Regions from separate parts of the Danio rerio genome. Here region 1 is linked to region 2. Evidence: chromatin contacts called from public HiCAR-type data. All regions are on one chromosome and are shown on one strand. Each heading gives the region's core, a stretch centred on a gene start, on an enhancer-like site or on the middle of the called end of the contact. The rest is flanking DNA. Distances are from core to core; before and after follow the strand shown. Region 1 holds the start of atf7ip (activating transcription factor 7 interacting protein). Region 2 holds the start of f8a (coagulation factor VIII associated).

Region 1 (4,162 bases), core at 687-3,186, 240 kb before region 2:
GGATGCTTAAGTCTATTTAACTGATTATATCTGAATTACATTACAACATCGATGCTATAAAAGCAATTGTATGGAATTAAAAATATTCACATTAACTTCTCACTGGAAGTTCATCATTGGCTAAAAAACACTGTCTGTATATAGCCCATTTTCACACCCCTCTAATTAGTAATGGTACATTCCCTGCCTATTCTGTTTTACCTTCCCCCACTGCTGTAGGAAATTCAGTCAGACTGGTAGTGTTGCCAGTTCCATGATTTTTATCAGTCACTGGAAAGTCTTGCAGACTGCTCTTGTCGCTAAGGACAGATGTGCTGCTTTTGAATTTTGAAAGATAAATGGTTAAGCCCTTGTGTATTTCGCAAAATATATTTTCTTGTTTTAACATATAAACAAGGCAACGTTTTTAAATACAATTTCAAACATAGCTATGCTCCCATCCCCCTTCCCTGTAGTCTTTGTGTGCTCCTTAAGGGGTAAAGTGACTAGACGTGCTTGCATTCTCTCTTGGCTAATCATAGGCTATGCTTGAGAATCACTGTAGTACAGATTCATATTCCTAATTAATTGCATTTTTGTATTTAAATAAGTATGTGTGGAAATGTTTGTACTCAAAGGTCTCTGATTGAGACCTCAGTGCTGTTTGTCAGACGTATCAGAACGCTGACTAGATGAAAATCAGATTGAAGTGACCTGTAGCTAAAATCTTTTTGAAACTAGGACATTTGCAATGGCCAAGTTAAAAATGTCCCCCTTTCAGTTCTTAAATGGTACAATCCGTACTCCGGTAATTTTCCATTGTCTGCTCTGCTGTGCTACTTTGCAGCAGGAGGGTGGAGCTACACTGCAGTGTGACTGTGGTCTAGAACTCATCTCAGCTAGGTTGATGGGTTAAGAGCTAAGTTATGTTTTTCAGTTTTTATACAATAATATTAGATTTCCAAATTTCTGTTCAGCTTTACATTATGAACATGTTTCAAAGATTCAGTGAAACAACAAACCTTAATAAATAAACTGCTTAGAGAATGATAATTTTTATCTCCTTTGCGGTTCTGTGTACATATACAGTGCAACTCATTTGCCAGTTTCAGACATTGTATATTAAGGTGTTCATTTTAATAACATTAATTACAATTGCACCCCTGTAAAATCCATGGTACAGCCCTGGCCCTGCCCCTCCCCCACATTGGCTCAGCTCTACTGCTAGGCTTTTGATCGCACGGAGGCTAGTCACCCTTGCAAATTTCTCCTCCAAGCTGAAGGTGGCCTGTGTTTGAGGTTTGCAGTGTAAGGTCACAGCTCTCTCTCTCTCTTCCTGTCCTGCTTTTGTTTCTTTTTATTAGAATTCTTCTGTGAAATGTGTGGTTTATTATTTATTTTCATGGTGTTTATCACAGTTTGACATTTTGCTTGCAAATGTTTGTTGTCACTGCATGAAATTGTGTGCTAACACTGTGTTTGCTATTAACCAAATCATTTGAGTAGACATTATGTTATTCAGGGGTACTCAGTCCTGAGATTGTCCTTTAATCCGAATTTAGGTCCAACCCTCTTTCCACTCACCTGTGGTAATTTACAGGTGTTCCCGAGGAGCATGATTAGCTGGTTCTGGTCCTTTTTTGGAACCAATCACAATCTTCAAAACCAAATCTGCACAGAGGTAAATCTCCAGTAGGATTGAGCACCCTTGCGGTAGAGCTAACATCCTTAGACATTCTCTGATAACAATATCTGTTTTTAGAGTATAATGCTTATTAAAATAGCATCCTAAATCTGTCTAGCTAAAATAGCTTAGCTTAGCCATGCATGGTTAATATCTAGAGATGTTGCTGCTGCTGCTGTTGTCAATGTGGCTCGTTAATGTGTTGAAAATTGGGAACACCTGGATGGATTGAAGAGTACCTATAAAAGCGTAGTCCTCAGGAGTGCATCCGGATGAGCAAAACAAGAGTCCTAATAAAACTCGGAGGAGCTACACGCACCTGATCAATTGAAAATCTTTTAGGCACTCCAGAAGACAAGCGGCCATCGGTTTGTTTTTGTGCCATCCACCAACATGAATGACAGGACACACTGAAGATTTACAGCCTTCAAGAGGATGAATTGAAGATTTTTGCGTTGTGCGAGGGGGAAAAAATGAAACTGAATGATACAGTAGGCATTGGGAATCAGAGAGCGACAAGACAAATGCTGAATGCAAGTTGGCTAATTTAAATACCACTTAAATATTATCGTCTATTCTGGTTTAATATGTGTGAATGGTGCCACTACAGTTTGGCTTGTTGTCAGCTGCCTAGGTGGTGGCCATTTTGTGTTACTGCAGTTTAAGAGCTGCTAGTCTGAAATGGCAGAGAGAGGGAGGAGCTCCCTAAAGAGGCCTTGCTGTATGTTTGTTCTGGGTTGTAGCTGCAGTGTGTGCACGCACGGTTTACAGCTGTTGTGCCGTGCCTGCGCTTGACTCGTGTCATTCTAGCCATTCCTAGTGTTTGAGCTCTTATGCCTGAAACTTGACAGTTTGTTTACGGTTTTGAAGGTGTGTCAATCAGACTACGAGCAAGGTTTAAAAGAAAGAAATATGATATGATAATGTTGATTCATAAAGAAAATTAACATGATTTGTTAATTTTAATTTGATGGCGTGACTCCAGGATGATCGCTTCACCAGAATCCTCTCAAGTGTTTTTGTTTAGTTTTTTTATGCATGAGATCTGTGAGATGTAAACTTGTCTCAACTAGTTTCAGCCTGTTGTCTGTTATTAGCTGACTCCTTATAGTAGCTTGTAGAGGAAAGCAGGATATATGTAATTTGTTGTGTGGGGAAGTGACCTACACAGTTGTGTTACTAATATTTTTACTGGACATCTGCGTTTGTATTTGTGCTTCATTCTATCTTCTTGCTTTAACATAATGTGAATCGTTGTTTAAGTGATTCTGGTTTCTACTGAGGCAAAGGAAAAACAAAAATGTTTGTATAGCCCAAAGTAAACTTAGCAAATTGTGTAAATGAGAGTTGTGGTACTTTTTTATTCCCACCAACTTGTTTATTTATCCTCTTCCGTATTAGTTCTTATTCTGTTTCTATTCTTTACACTGAGAATCTATGGATCGGTTTGCCGCCTTGTTGACAAACTAATTCGATAATGACATTTTGACAATACATTGGTCCTACAGGTCATTTAGAAAATATTTTTACTGGGGACATAAAAAAATCTAATATAAACTGCAATAGAAACAGCCAAGTGACTCAAAACTAAATCTAGCCGAAACAACAGAGAGCAATGAAAACAGCAGAGTGAATGAATGTCATTTTTGCACCCTCATGGCACACAGTCTCTTTATTGGTTTCATTAGAGATGCCGTATTATGCTCATATTTTTTTATTTTATTCCAATGGGACCGTACGTTATGAGAAGCCAATGCTTTCTGTACATGGAAATATTCAAATAATTCAGGCTAGAAGCATGTTGCTCGGCTGACCTTGACCATCGGCCTTCCACCGTTTAAAAAAAAGGATGTGTACAGAAACAAATTGAAGAATACAACTATTTATTTTATATCTTAAGCAATAAAAATCTCTTCTGATCAAGGGATGCACCTGAGAATTGTTGATTGATTTTATTGTGTATCTAGGCACATATTGATTGTGGATTATGCTAGCACAATAGTGACATCGAGTGCAGTGCTGCTAGGCAGATGTGTGTAAAACAGATGCAGTGCAACTATTTCATTGTTCACTCTGAAAGTGAATATGCCACGCAATGCAACAAAATCACATGTAATCAGATTAGTGTGTGTGTGGTTCTCATGGTTTCCACATTCTCTTGCACTCTGCGTGTTTGCGCAGTACTGCTGGATATTGCTAATATTTGAAAGTGAATTTGTTTTCATGATGACATCTAGACAATGTATTTCGTAATAATCTTGAAGAGACTGAGGGATTCGTTATATTAGATGTATCTGTAAATGGGCGGAACTACCTGATGTACAGAAATGGAAAGCTGACAGAGCAATATGCAGTGCCGTAGCTTGTCATAGCTAGGACCAAAGCGCAGATTAATGTGCGCTTTGGTCATGTCTGGTTAGGACACTGTGAGTATATGAAAACGGTATTTACTGTCTGCAAGAACTTTATCAGTTACGACATAAATGCCATCTTGCTTTG
Region 2 (4,251 bases), core at 878-3,377:
TGTTTTTGTAGTTTGTGTCTTTAAATGCAAATGAGCTGGTTCTCCCCGCCTCTCATTGCATGTTTGCTTATACTGCATTAAGTCAGATAAACAGCAGTCAGTAACAGAAACAGATGAAGTCAAAATAGAAAGTAAGTTTATTTGGTGTATTTGTGTTGGAGTATATTCAAGCCTTTCTGAAATGATGAGTCACAAAAGCTGTGTTTGCAGGACACACACACATTTACTGACTGCAAATGTGATGATTCCAGCGGTTATAAATTGCATGGTGATCTGTCTTTATTACAAACATTCACTGTTTTAAAAACATTTTAAACTTGTTAAACACATTCCTGAGGTGCAGCTGATCACAGAGAGTCGGAACAGATCTTTTAATCCCAGTTTCTTTGCAAGTCCTGTTTTTTGGACATGTTTACACACGTTACTATGAGACATGTTAATACGCTCCTGTCAATCAATTCAGTGGCTGGGGAAAACTGCACTCCTACATCACGTATCAGTAGGCCTTAAAATCATTGGGCTCTAGATCCTATTTTAACGTCAGGAGATTAAAAAATACTTTTTGTATTCACGATACTGGAATTTGGTACCTGTCTGTGCTGAATTTTTAAAAAGATCAATTTCCCGCTAACATTTAAGCACTGTTGTGCGTGTTCTTTAAAAACGTCCATTTCCATGAAGATTGGCTGGTCTGTCTATGAGCTGACATACAAGCAGTCCACTGATGAATTGACTGATCTTCGCAGCTTTAAAATGCTCCAGTGTTCCTATATCTGTGTTTGTACTTGGTAAACAGCGGTGAGTTTAGTGAGCTGATGAGCTTTAAGGCCAATCACATTTCTGTTGAGCATGTGAACACAAGGGCAAATCAGCGTTGTTTAAGCTTAAATGTTGGTGGGAAATTAACATTTTTTAAAATGTCAGTACCGACTGATACCAAATTTCAGTATCATGATAACTAGGGCTGCAAAATGTATTGTTTCAGCATCGATAACGCTATTTTGCATCATCTGCAATAGTCACATCGTTGAGTTAGGATTGTATAATTTGGGATTATATATATTATTGTATTGGAAGTATGTGATATTTGTGGAGTTACTGCCGAGTTTAACCTTAATGGAGTAAAAGTTTATCGTTCGCACATGTTTTTAGGCGCTAAGAGCATTCAGACACAATATTTAAAAGAAAATAATTTTATTGAACTGATGAAACAGTAAAGTCTTTGCAGTGGTATTTTAAATTTGGCTTTTTTCTCTGTAGCTGAATAAGATTTGACTGCACTGTGAAAACCATAGAGCACTGTTTATTTTGCTCTTATATTTGCATATTACATTTCATGCATGATTTTTCCCCCTACAAAGTCATGGCAATCGATTGAAAAATAATACATTGTGTCCAATAGGGCTATTTAATTAATCTAGTGAAATTGTATTTACAGTATATATCTATATATATCGCAGAAATACAAAATATTGCAATGTCAGATTTTTTTTTATATCAGCCCTAGTGACCACACTAGTTTATATCACTCCAATATGAATGTGGACACACTATACCTACATATAGTTCTGTCCAAACAGCTTCCAAAAGGTTTTTTGCATCATAGGTGCCCTTTTAATTGGGTAAATATGTGAGCAGTCTTATAAATATACAGCTGATAGAAAAATTAATTGTGTGGAATAAAGATTTTTTTCGCCTCATGACTATTAATCAAAGAAAAACTTCTTAAGTACAACTGAGTGTTGTTTCAGAATACCAATAGTTTGATCTGTTTTGCTCTTTTTCAGGACTGCAAAGTACTAGAAGATGAAGCATTTGATTCTGTCTATGAAAATTTTTGAATAAATATAAAGTAATGAATGAATTTGTAAATATTTTCTTACCTGCTATAATGTACTTGGTGTAAATATAACGCTAGTTGTGTAAAATTTATTATTTTAATGTACAAGTTGTATAATAAAATACTGCAAAATAAATAAAAGTAACAAATTTTTGATTTCTAAATCAATGTGTGGTTTTCCTTGAACTAACCAACAACAAAAAACCCGCCCTCACCCTTTGTAAACCAATTAAACAAAAGCTTCAGATGTGGGCAACCAATGGGAACAATCGGAGAGCGGCTTCCGGTGTGTTTGCCCTCCTACTGAATATCAACAATGGCAGCCGAAGGAGATTTTCTGATGCGCTACCGGGCGGTGTCAAATAAACTGAAAAAGTAAGAGCTGGAAAGCTTTCTCATACAAACTAAGTTATGTTTTAACGTGTCTTTTGGTAGATAATCGACGTTGAATTTTTATAGCGTCGCCTAAAACCACAGAACGTCATGTCAAGGCTAGCAACACACAACCATCACTAGCCTTTTGCTAATTTCACGTAAAGAGGATCTAATTGAAGAAAATGACGATAATGTTAGATAATAAATGTAAAATTACTTAAGATGTATGTGTAAATATTATATCTTGTAGATGTTTAATGTCAAGCAGCTTTACATACCGAACAGTTCTAAAAGAGCTTGTATGAATGTTCAGCTGTCAAATCTCATTAGTACTGTTATTAAAGCTTTAATGATGCTCTTCTTGAATCACAGGCGCTTTCTTCGGAAGCCTAATGTTGCAGAAGCAAGTGAACAATTTGGTATGTATTGTATTAATTGAAGTAAAGTTGCTTTTATATTCGCACATTAGTTCATTTAACAGTCTCTATATGGTTTACTACGCTCCTTTGAATATTGGGTCTAAAATTGCATTGAAGTATGACTTTAACAACATTAACAACCCTAACAACATTAATTGACTGTAAACAATGTTGTACTTAGCTGATAATGTTAGTTCCCCATTTAGAATTTGCAAAAATACTTTTCTGAGTTTATATTAAGGAAAAAGTCTGAATGTGTGAATTTGAAACCATTTAATACAATATTGGGTTAAAGTTGATGGCAATAATTCTGTCTTTATAGTTGAGAGTGTTCATTTTTTTATTAAAACTATTTAACATGTTTCCTCAGGTCAGTTGGCTAAGGAGCTGAAACAGCAGGACTGTCCTCAGTATGCGGCCTTCTGTAATCTTGCCATGGCTCGGTAAAATAACACAATAATCACTCATAACATTTCATATATTTCTGCGTCCATCTCTATTTGCGGTCCATAAATAATCGAAAAATTTGTTTAAAACATTTTTTTAATGCATTGAATGGAAAGTATTATTTAATTATTAAATGTTCACAAATGTTTCGTGAAGTAAAATCTTATTTTATATTTATTAAATGTTTTAAAATTTAAATAATGTTAATTAGGTATGTAATACAATTAAATTTCAATAATTTTTAAAAACATTTTATTAAAATAATTATTGTCAATAAATTTTACTGGATTTACATGAATACTATATTTGTCAGTAGAGTAGTCTAGTGTCTTAGAAAAAGTAATGATGTAACAAAAACTTAATATTTTCCAAATGTTTATCATATTATTTTTTACACTGTATTTATGTGCTTACATATTTTGTTGAATTTTAAATGTACGAATTGGAGGTAGTGCTGCACAATAAATAATTTCTGCATCAGTATCACAATGTGATCATTTGCAATAGTTGAATGATATGCAATGTTGAGTCTGTATTTTAATTTATGAAATTGCATGTGTTTTTGAGGCCCCTGGAGGTATAAGGATTTTTAAAAGCATTCATGCATTAGAAATTGTACTGTTTGTAACAATTAATAACATTACTTTTCAAATTATTATTTTTTAAATTTTCAATTTGTGTAAATGAATAATGCTAGAGGTGATGCAGTGGCGCAGTAGGTAGTGCTGTCGCCTCACAGCAAGAAGATCACTGGTTCGAGCCTCGGCTGGGTCAGTTGGCGTCTTGTGTGGAGTTTGCATGTTCTCTCTGCGTTCGCATGGGTTTCCTCCAGGTGCTCTGGATTCCCCCACAGTCTGAAGACATGCGGTACAGGTGAATTAGGTTAGCTAAATTGTCCATAGTCTATGAATGTATGTGGGTGTTTCAGAGATGGATTGCGGTAGGAAGGGCATTCACTGCGTAAAAAACGTGCTGGATAAGTTTGCGGTTCATTCCATTGTGCGACCCCAGATTAACATAGGGACTAAGCCAAAAAGAAAATGAATAAATTATGTTAGACTCGGAAAAAGATCAATCACAGATTATTTCACTTGTATCTTTTCTTTATTGTATTTATCTATAGATATTTATAGATAGTTTGTTATATATCATGAATATGCACTCCCTTAC

The links. HiCAR-type assays count read pairs that join an accessible place to other places.
Region 1: a contact with region 2 is called in a HiCAR-type map of caudal fin, with 2.3 times the contacts expected there. The contact joins the promoter of atf7ip here to the promoter of f8a in region 2. A contact is called at or near these places in 1 of 18 Hi-C or Micro-C datasets (caudal fin) and 2 of 4 datasets of contacts at active chromatin or transcription factors (caudal fin and embryo).

What each region holds. Positions count from the first base shown.
Region 1 is chr1:48,864,614-48,868,775 of GRCz12tu, reverse strand. atf7ip (activating transcription factor 7 interacting protein) reads left to right here and starts at 1,936. Exons shown (of 14, transcript NM_001077603.2): 1 at 1,936-2,196. The coding sequence starts at 2,137.
Region 2 is chr1:48,621,795-48,626,045 of GRCz12tu, reverse strand. It overlaps f8a (coagulation factor VIII associated), which reads left to right and starts at 2,127. Exons shown (of 10, transcript NM_001006078.1): 1 at 2,127-2,215; 2 at 2,588-2,634; 3 at 3,005-3,077. The coding sequence starts at 2,157. It overlaps si:ch211-243a20.4, which reads left to right. Exons shown (of 6, transcript XM_009293654.5): 6 at 1,788-2,006. The coding sequence ends at 1,841.